Linked DNA regions of Sus scrofa: region 2 is linked to region 1. A link is a contact called in public Hi-C data. All regions are on one chromosome and are shown on one strand. The core of a region is the stretch at or near the end of the contact, and the rest is flanking DNA. Distances in the headings are between cores, read along the strand shown.

What was found. A called contact is a pair of places that touch in the nucleus more often than the background predicts.
Region 2: a Hi-C map of liver shows a contact between it and region 1, with 2.1 times the contacts expected there. The contact joins two enhancer-like sites. A contact is called at or near these places in 2 of 47 Hi-C or Micro-C datasets (epiblast stem cells and liver).

Annotation. Positions count from the first base shown.
Region 1 is chr1:268,472,899-268,477,960 of Sscrofa11.1, reverse strand. No RefSeq gene overlaps it. Among named protein-coding and RNA genes, the nearest start is that of TRNAE-UUC, 38 kb to the right of the region's middle. Within about 2 kb of position 2,695, at least 33 of the 83 cell types and tissues checked have an H3K27ac peak or open chromatin away from gene starts, as enhancers often do. A contact at or near this core is called in liver, where this site is marked.
Region 2 is chr1:268,699,734-268,704,654 of Sscrofa11.1, reverse strand. It overlaps DNM1 (dynamin-1), which reads right to left. Exons shown (of 23, transcript XM_005660471.3): 22 at 4,640-4,676; 23 at 2,422-3,041. The coding sequence ends at 2,981. GOLGA2 (golgin subfamily A member 2) reads left to right here. Exons shown (of 26, transcript XM_021069501.1): 22 at 1-125; 23 at 215-317; 24 at 410-516; 25 at 608-761; 26 at 851-1,830. The coding sequence ends at 1,068. Among named protein-coding and RNA genes, the nearest start is that of MIR199B, 11 kb to the right of the region's middle. Within about 2 kb of position 1,939, at least 6 of the 83 cell types and tissues checked have an H3K27ac peak or open chromatin away from gene starts, as enhancers often do. A contact at or near this core is called in liver, where this site is marked.

The DNA of each region.
Region 1 (5,062 bases), core at 1,446-3,945:
AACACTATTTACAATAGCCAAGACATGGAAGCAATCTAAATGTCCATCAATAGATGAATGATAGAGAAGATATGGTACATTTTTCAACTGAATATTTGGTGTAGGTTTGAGACCTACACCAGAGCTCACAGCAACGCCGGATCCTTAACCCACTGAGCAAGGCCAGGGATCGAACCCATAACCTCATGGATCCTAGTCAGGTTTATTAACCGCTGAGCCATGAAGGGAACTCCATATGTCTTTTTGAATTACAGTTTCCTCTGGATATATGCACAGGAGTGGGATCGTTGGATCATATGGTAACTCTACTTTTAGTTTTCCATACTGGCTGCACCAACTTACATTCCCACCAGCAGTGTAGGAGGGTTCCTTTTTCTTCATGACCTCTCCAGCATTTATTATTTGAGGACCACTTTTTTTTTTTTCTTTTTGCTTTTTAGGGCTGCACTAGTGGCATATGGAAGTTCCCAGGCTAAGGGTCCCATCGGAGCTACAGCTGCTGGCCTACACCACAGCCACAGCAATGCTGGATCCAAGCTGTGTCTGTGACCTACACCACAGCTCATGGCAACGCCAGATCCTTAACCCACTGAGTGAGGGGAGGGATCGAACCCATGTCCTCATGGACACTAGCTGGATTTTTCACCGCTGAGCCACAGCGGGAACTCCCTATTTGTAGACTGTTTCATGATGGCCATTCTGACTGGTGTGAGGTGAAACTTAATTGCAGTTTTTTGGGAGTCATGCCTGCAGCTGTGGAAGTTCCCTGGCCGGGGATCAAACCTGCGTCCCAGCAACGTCCCAAGCCACTGCAGTGATAGTGCTAGATCCTTAACCCACTGCCCTGCATGGGAACTTCAACTTCTTTGTAGTTTTGAATTGCATTTCTCTAACAATTGGTGACATGGCACATCATTTTATGTGCCCATTGGCCGTCTGTGTACCTTCTTTGCAGAAATGTCTTTAGCAGCTAATATCTGATGCGTGCTTCCCTTATGTCAGGTAATTTACAAAGCCTGTTATGTCCTTTACCATCTTGTAGAGTCCTCAAAAGAATGTCATGAGGTATGTGTGGCTTCTAAACCCAATTTACAGCTGTAAAAACTGAGGCTCAGAGTCTCCAAGTGACTGGCTCCAGGTTATAGAGCTAACAGGCAGAGGACTCTGGGACTCCCACCCTGGTCCCTGCTGCAGCCCCTGTCCCCGCTGTTCCCCCAGTGCCTCACCACTAAATGGCACCATTGATGATTTTCACATTGAAAAGTAATAGCTGGTGGAGTTCCCCGGTGGGCCAGCCGGGTGAGGATCTGGCACCATTCCTGCTGTGGCTTGGGTTCAATCTCTGGCCCTGGAACTTCTGCATGCTGCAAGGGTGGCCAAAAAAATGTAAAAAATGCTGTTGCTGACAGTAAAGCCAGGGACTGTGACTAAGAAGTCAGAAAACAAGCAAAGCTCAGCAAGGGCTAAAGGGCTGTGTGTGTGCCTAAGAGGTGCGTGAGAGGACAGGGAGGTGACCTGGGAACACCAGCTCTGTAAACACAGCCCTGATCACTGGGTGAAAGGTGCCGGACTCCTGGCCAGTTATATAAGTTCTGTGTCCATCTGCTGACTCCTGGCTCAAGGGGTGGGGGGGTCTACAAAGGTCCCGAAGGTCAAGTGTAGCTCAGGCGGTCCCCTCCGGGGTCGCCTGGCACATGGCGAGGCTGTCCGAGAAAGGCCTCAGCCAAGCCTTCCCTCCACCCCGTCAAGGCCAGCAGGGCCAAAGGGACACTTCCCAGAACTGGGACTGCTCCCTGCCCTTCAGGAAGTCCCCAAGGGCCCCCTCCAGGCTTTGGTTTGATTTTGCCCAGAAGGAATTTAACTGGACTCCATTTCCTAAGTGGCTCCTTGCCATACACTTTCCCCTGATAATCCGATAACTGCACTAACTCGTCATTATCTCCATTTTATGGGCGAGGGCATTGACCATGAAAGAGGTTAGTGACTTTCTTGAACTGATAGGGCCAGAGGGTAGCCGGACCGGGATTTGAACCCAGGTCATGATAAGCAGAAGGCAGGCCCCGGGCACTGTGTGCTCATGATGTATCTTGAGATGCAGGTGGCAGGCAGAGAAGGGGAGGTTAAAGGGCTAAATTCCTGAATCTTCCAGACCCGGTAGGAAGCTGGCCTGGAATAATCACATCATCTTCTCTCTAAAACCTTCCATGGCTCCCAATTAATTACATTTAGGATAAAGTACACCATTTTTAACATGCCCAGTAAGGCTCTCCTGTAGGACGGGGCCTGCCTACCTTCCTTTCTGGCCCTGTCCTCATCTCTCACATGCCACTTCCTCAGGGACGTCTGCTCTGATCGTGGACACCAGGTCGGGTGCCTTCTGTGTCCCCAACGCTCTCTGACGTCCTCCTGATCCGCCCCCCCCACCCCCGCCGTGTTATTACAACTCTCGTCACATCTGCGTGCCCACCACCCTAGGCCCAGTCCCAGAGCAGATGGCATGATGAACACCTGTGAATGAAAGATGAGCGAATGAACTAAATGAATGAAGGGCTGGGCAGACCTGGAAAGGCTGGGCTAGGAGGCAGACAGAGGGCGAGGGTGGCGAGGCGGCTGGGCTGACCTGCAGGTTGTATGAATGACAGTACTGCAAGGGTAGGGCCAGTGCTCAGTGCTGGGAACACCGGCTGAAGTTTGGACTTTGTCCCATCAGTAATCTGGAAACCTGAGCTGAAGGCCGTCTTAGAGCTGAAGCCCTGGTGTAAGAAAGTAAGACTGGAGTTTCCCTTGTGGCTCAGCGGTTACCAACCTGATTAATAGCCACGAGGATGCGGTTTTGATCCCTGGCCCTGCTCAGGGGGTGAAGGATCCTGCAAGTTGTAGCAGAGGTAGCCGATGTGGCTTGGATCCCATGTTGCTGTGGCTGTGGTGTAGGCTGGTAGCTGCAGGTCTGATTAGACCCCTAGTCTGGAGCTTCCATGTGTCATGGGTGTGGCCATAAAAAGAAAAAAAGAAAGAAAGAAAGAAAGAAAGAAAGAAAGAAAGAAAGAAAGAAAGAAAGAAAGAAAGAAAGAAAGAAAGAAAGAAAGAAAGGCTGACCTTGAGGCTATCTGGGGAAAGCTAACCGTGGGTTTCTGGACATCATAGAAATGGGGTAAACACACTTTCGTGTTTCGGCCTGGGAATCCGGCCAGATTTTACAGTGTTGAGTCAGGCCTTGGGACTCAGCCCTCCCATACTCACCAATCAGATATGCCCAGTCGGGAGGCAGGGACTGCTCTGGGCCCCACTGGACAGATGGAAAAACTGAGGCTCAGAGAGGTAGACTGACCTGCCCCAAGTCACACAGGGAGTCTCTGTCTGCTTTAATTACACTTTGTATCACAGCTCGCCCAGAGCTGGGGGGATCTAGACTGTCCAGACCTGTCCTATCCAATATCTGCCAGCCATTAGCTGTGTGTGGCTATTTACAATTTTAATATAAATTCAATAGAGGTTTTTTTCTCCTTGTTCTTTTTTTTTTTTTTTTTTTTGGCAGTCTTTTTAGAGTTGCACTGCGGCCTAGGGAAGTTCCCAGGCTAAGGATCAAATCGGAGCTGCAGCTGCCAGCCTACACCACAGTCACAGTCATGCTGGATCTGACTCCTGTTTGTGACCTGTACATCGCAGCTCAAGGCAACACTGGACCCTTAACCCACTGAGAGAGGCCAGGAATTGAACCCAAGTCCTCATGGATGCTAGTCGGGTTTGTTACTGCTGAGCCACAACAGAAACTCCTCAATAGAGTTTAAAATTCAGTTTCTCGGAGGAGTTCCCATCATGGTGCAGTGGTTAACGAATCCGACTAGGAACCATGAGGTTGCGGGTTCAATCCCTGCCCTTGCTCAGTGGGTTAAGGATCTGGTGTTGCCATGAGCTATGGTGTAGGTTGCAGATGCAGCTGGGATCCTGCATTGCTGCGGCTCTGACATAGGCTGGCAGCTACAACTCCGATTGAACCCCTAGCCTGGGAACCTCCATATGCCGCAGGAGCGGCCTTAGAAAAGGCAAAAAGACAAAAAAAAAATTAAAAAATAAAAAATAAAATAAAATTCAGTTTCTCGGTCACACTAACCACATTTTTAAAATGATCAACAGCCACATGTGGCTAGTGGTTACCATACTGAACAGTGCAGAGATGGAAAATTTCCATCATTACAGAAAATTCTATTAATAGTGTTTGTCTATTATCGACTATTTTTTTAAATAATATGTTTGTCTATTATTATCACGGAGGTAGATGGGTCCCCAGAGACCATTAAATTCAATGCTCTTATTTAGCAGGTCAAGAGAGGTCATGGACTAGTTCAAAGTCACACAGTGAACTGGTGACAGAACCTGGGGTCCTGACTCAAACCAGTGCTCTCTCCACTAAATAGGCTGACTCCTATCTCTTTGCTGGGGCTTAGTTAGAGTTTTGGTGAGGCAAAAATCACCATAAACAAGGTCCAAAGACAACTGATAAAGTGAAGGTAATAGTTTAACATGTATAACAGAGGTTGATATCCACAATATGTAATAAGCTATGATGAATCAATAAAAAGATGACTACTCCTACTTAAAAAATGGACAAAGGATATGGTTAGGCAATTTACACAAATCCAAATTGCCAAAGAAAGAAAGAAAAGATGCTAGAGAAAGACATGCAAGCATAGCAGTATAGGGTTTTTGTTTTGTTTTGCTTTTTTCCAAACAGATTGGTAAAGACGGAGAAAGTAGGGGCCTGGGCACTGTCTTATACTGCTGGGGGTGGTATAAATGGGTCCAACCTTTTTGAAGGCTGTTTGGCAGCATCTCTCAACAGTAAATATGTAAATGTACTCTGACTCAGTAATCCTTGGGCCAGAACCCAGGGCCCCTGCCTGACTCTAGATCTTGAGTTTTGAACCATGACAACTCCCTGTGAGTGATGGTCAGTCAGGCTTGGGTTGCAAAGGGCAGAGTTGGCTGATCAACGGGGAGACTTGTGGCCTTGGCTGTGGGAGGTTTAAGCAGGACAGATCACTGTGGGTGAGTCCTTTGGGGC
Region 2 (4,921 bases), core at 690-3,189, 230 kb before region 1:
GGGTGGAGAAGGAGGCCCCAGCCCCCGGGACCGAGGGGGACAGTGTGTCAGCCCCCGGGACCGGGGGGGACAGTGTGCCTGTGGAGACCCACCAGGCCCTCCAGGTGGCCATGGACAAGCTGCAGGTGAGCAAGTCGCCCCCACCGGGGGCCGGGAGGGGAGGAGCCTGCGGGCAGGTCGCTGCTGAGCCCCAACCCTACCATTCTGGCCACAGGGCCGCTTTACTGAACTCATGCAAGAGAAAGTGGATCTGAAGGAGCGGGTAGAGGAACTGGAACATCGCTGCATCCAGCTGTCCGGAGAGACAGACACTATCGGTGAGCCGGGAGCCCGGGGCCCGGGGTGGCGGTGGGGGTCGGGGGAGCCGTGCTGGACCATCCGAGCCCTGCCGCCCGCCCGCTCCCTGCAGGAGAGTACATTGCTCTCTATCAGAGCCAGAGGGCGGTGCTGAAGGAGCGGCACCGCGAGAAGGAGGAGTACATTAGCCGGCTGGCTCAGGACAAAGAGGAAATGAAGGTAGGGGTCCCGACCATCTCTGCAGAGGGGCGGGCAGGGCCAGGGCCAGGGCCAGGGCCGGGGTGGGGTTGCTGAGCGCCTGTCCCTCCAGGTGAAGCTGCTGGAGCTCCAGGAGCTGGTGTTACACCTGGTGGGCGAGCGCAATGAATGGCAAGGCAAATTCCTGGCTGCCCAGAACCCTGCTGGGGAGCCCACCGTGGCGCCCCCAGCCCCCCAGGAGCTTGGCGCTGCTGAGAACCAGGGTGGTGAGTAGCAGCCTCGGGGAGGGCGGGTGGCCGGGCGGGCCAGGGAGAGCTGGCACACCACTCCCCAGCCTGCCCCTCCCTCTCCCAAGGTCTCCTGGAGGTGAGCCTCTCGGACAATGTGGAGCCCACCCAAGGGGAGGCCCTGCTGGGCCAGACCCTCACCGAGAACCCCACCGCGCAGCAGATCATGCAGCTGCTGCGCGAGATCCAGAACCCCCAGGAGCGCCTGGGCTTGGGCAGCAACCCCTGCATCCCCTTTTTCTACCGGGCTGACGACAACGACGAGGTGAAGATCATGGTGGTCTAAGTGCCTGAGGCTGGCAGGCAAAGACCGGAGAACTGGGGCCGGGGGCTCTGCCCCCACCCGTCCCCGCCACCCTGTCCCTCCTCCCTGCCCTCCTTCCCAGTCACGTCGTCATCCTAGACTAGCAAGCTAATGCCCCTGGAAAGGGGAACAAGCCCCCCCCTCTAATGGGGGGAGACACATAGGTGCAGACCCCTGGCCGTCTTGGCCAGGGCTGTGTCTTGATCTCTGGACGATTAATAGTTCCAGAAAAACAAAGAGCCAGAGGCTCGGTAAAGACAGTTGATTTAGGAGGCTGCCCTTCTCGGGGAGCAGGGGCTCCCTGGTAGCCTCTTCACCCCCATCAAGCAGTCCTTCATTAAGAGGGGCTTATGCATCCTCTATTCAGAGGCACTTTGGGGCACAAGTGTCCCCCCCTGTCCAGCTAGACAACTGGGCAGCACTCTAATAGGCCTTGGGAAGTTGGGGCAAACCGAGGCCAGGCAAGGACATAAGCTGGTGGCGGAATGGGCTCCCTCCCCAGTGTTTATACTGTAACTGTGTAACATTTTGTATATTCTGGAGGTAGAGCAGCCCCCTGTATCACAGGGGAGGTCAGAGCTGGTAAATGGGGAGGAGTTTCCATTGAATATCTGGGGCTGGGGAAACTTATTTATTGATAACGTAGGATGGAGAGGAGGTGGAGGCGGGGACGGGTTTGTGCCCGGGTGAGTCGACTCCTGTTTCATTTCACTTTTTATTTCAGAATAAATGGATTTAGCCATACCGCCTGGCGCTTGCACGTGCCTTTCTTCCATCCCTGGGTCCTGGGGTCTGTGCTGTGAGCACGGAACAGGGAGCGGGGCCTGCCAGCAGAGGGCAGGCTTCTGGTTGTGCAGAGGCCCAGCGCGCCTGAGTCGGTCCAACGGGGCTGTTGGATCCTCCACGTTCTGTGCCCTCCGTGCGGCCTGGTGAAGCCAGAGGGCTGCTGAGGGGCGGTCAGGGGCAGGCCTGCCCTGGTGGCCGGGAGACTCTGAAGCCTGACCTAATCCCAGGCAGGGAAGGCGGCGTGCGCGGCGGGTGCGTGCTGGTCTCTGGTCCAGGTGTTTTCCACTGACCTTGCCCCTGGGGCGGCCCGTTGGACCCGTCCTTCCCCAGCGCCTGCCTGGCCGGCCCCCTGGCGCCTGGCGCAGGCTCACGGGCTGAGGAATCGGCTGACTCCAGGTGGTTTCCCAGTACGCCTGGCGAAGCATGGGGCTTTTTCCCGCCACCTCTTACAGCACCCTGGCAAGCGCCGGGCCCTTCCCCCACCCCTCACCCAGTGTTTAAACCTTTGCCTCCCCGGGAGCGCCACAGAGAACACAAGCCAGCAGAGGACACAGTGTTCCCCATTGTCCAGAAATGGGTTTTATTCTCAGCCAGGAGACAGCAAGACTGGTAGCGGTCAGAGAACCACGCAGCTGCCAGTACAGCACCCCCACGCTCGAGGTGGGGAAGGAGGGGACGGGGGCAGAGGGGCTGGCTGTCCGCAGGCCAGGCGTTGACAGGGCGGCTCATCAGAGGTGGCACGCTTTGGAGGGGATGCCAGGATGACAGTGCTCCCTTGCAGTCAGGCCACAAGACTCCTCAAGGGCAGCGTGGTGATTGATCCCAACACTAGAGGCGAGGCTGTGTGTGTGTGTGTGTGTGTGTGTGTGTGTGTGTGTGTGTTTGTACACGAGTATTTATAGATATTTGTAGAACGGGGCAGGAGCAACACCACAGAGGGGCACAAGTTTCACCAACATCGCGCCTGGATGTGTCAGCTCACCACTACAACAGACTAAGTCACAGATGAAGGGGGTGGCTTTGGGGCTGGGTAGCCACTGTCAAGTCACAGAATAGCCGTCCAGGCAGGCTTGGGAAGGGAGGTCTCCGAGGACTGGGAGGGATCTGGCTAGAGGTCGAAGGGGGGCCTGGGGCTCTCAGGACGGGATGGACTTGCCTGACCCGATCGGCTGGCAGTTGGCGAGAAAGCAAAGAGAGAAGGAGAGAAAGAGGGGAGGGGGGAGAGCTGGTAAGGCAAGGGCCTTCGAGCCCGGCGGTGGGGGGAGGGCGGGCGGGGCAGAAGACACGGGGAAGGGTGTGGGCCAGCTTCTGGAATAGAGGAGAGAGACGAGAAAGGGAAGGTGGAAGGAGCGGGAGATGGGCGGGGGGGCCAGAGCTCCACGGGGCTCTGGAGTAAAGGCTGGGACAGCGCCCCCCGCCACACACACTGGTCTCTCACACACCACCAGGCAGTGCACCCACAGCTCCAGACACGTGCTCGGCCCCCTCTGGCTTCCCTCTTCTCTGGCCCTCCTGTCTTTGAACCCACTGGCCTAGGGCCACCCCTAGCCCTGGGGAAACATGGGGCCATGAGCCCCATGTGACAGCCACCAGGCCTGATGGAGAAAGACAAGACAAAGAACACTGTTTGAACCAGGAGGGCAAAGCTACAAAGACTGGCTGGAGGGAGCGCTCGAGGCCCCTCTGGGTGGGCAGAAAGCCCAGGAGTCCTCTGACGGGACCCTGGGGAGGGAGGAAGGGCAGGTGGCGGGATGCCAGCGGCCACAGGCTTATAAGTCTAAGAGGGGAGCCTCAGGTGGCCGGGGGACTGCAGGTCGCGTAGGTGAGGCTGGGCCCTTCCTGCTGGGGAAAAGCAGAAGAGCAAGAGTCAGCGCGGGTGCATTGGCAGGTGGGTTCGCTGGGCGTTTGGGGGCCCAGCTGGGGCGGAACTCAGAGAAGCTGACTTGCCCAGGTCGGCAGACACTGTCACTCCTTGGCTGAAAAGTGTCGGTCACCCCTAAGAGCATCAGGCCCAGGTCCATGAGCCTGGGGACTGGCTACAGTGCTTCACCAGGGGGCGAGGACGTTGCCTTCTGTCGTGCACTAGCCTATGTGACAACACCATCGAGGCAGGGGAAGGGGCTCGGTGGCCTGCTTGGCCTGTGAGGTGTCCCTTGGGCTGACGGTGTGGATGGGGCACTCAGACTTTCTGAAATCATCCAACAACCAGAGCCTTCACTCCAAATCGCTGCTCGATTGCTGGCGCGATAAAGGAGGTGGGACCTTGACCTCCGTTGCTTTATCGTGGGTTCGGTTTCCAGAGCTCCCGGGCTGGCAGCTAGCTGACTGTCCTGCCCCGGCAGCGCGGCTCAGATTGGGGAACGAGTGAGGTGCCAAGGCCTCTGGCTGCCTGAGTCCAGCCCTACACACAACCCTCACCAAGCTCCCTGCCCCTGACACCAAGAACCACGAGCTCTCTGTTCTCTCTGATGGCTCCAGAGAGCAGCCAGGTCGGCCAGCTTGGGCGCGGAGCCTGTTCCAAGACCTCCCCAGGCTCCGCCACGGGGGCCTTGGGCAGTGGCACTGAGTCCCGAGGCTCGCTGAGAAAGGGAGGTGAGAGAGCCAGCTGGCAGCGAGGACAGAAAGAGGAAAGAATAAGTCTGGAGCTGCAGAAGGGCGAGGGAGGGGGGCCTGCCTCTGAGGTCCCAGGTGCGCCCTGCAATGTGGAGCTGGTGCGGCAGGGGGCAGACACACCGTTCATGCAGCAGGCGGAGAGGCCTGTACCTACCGTGGCTGACGCTCCTCAGGGGTCACTGATAGTGATTCTGAAAGACAGCACGAAATCAACATGGCAGTTCACACGCTCAGACGGGGGCAGGCCTGGGGGTGGGGGACACGCACACGCACACGCCCGGGCGTGCACACACATGCGGTGAGGCCCCACGGCCCCGCATGCACACGCTGACACACATGCCCACGAACAGCACGCATACACCTCCCCCACCTCCCCCTGCCCGGCATCCTCACTGGCCGGCGCGTGCAGCATGGACCTGGGGCATGCAGCCGCTTG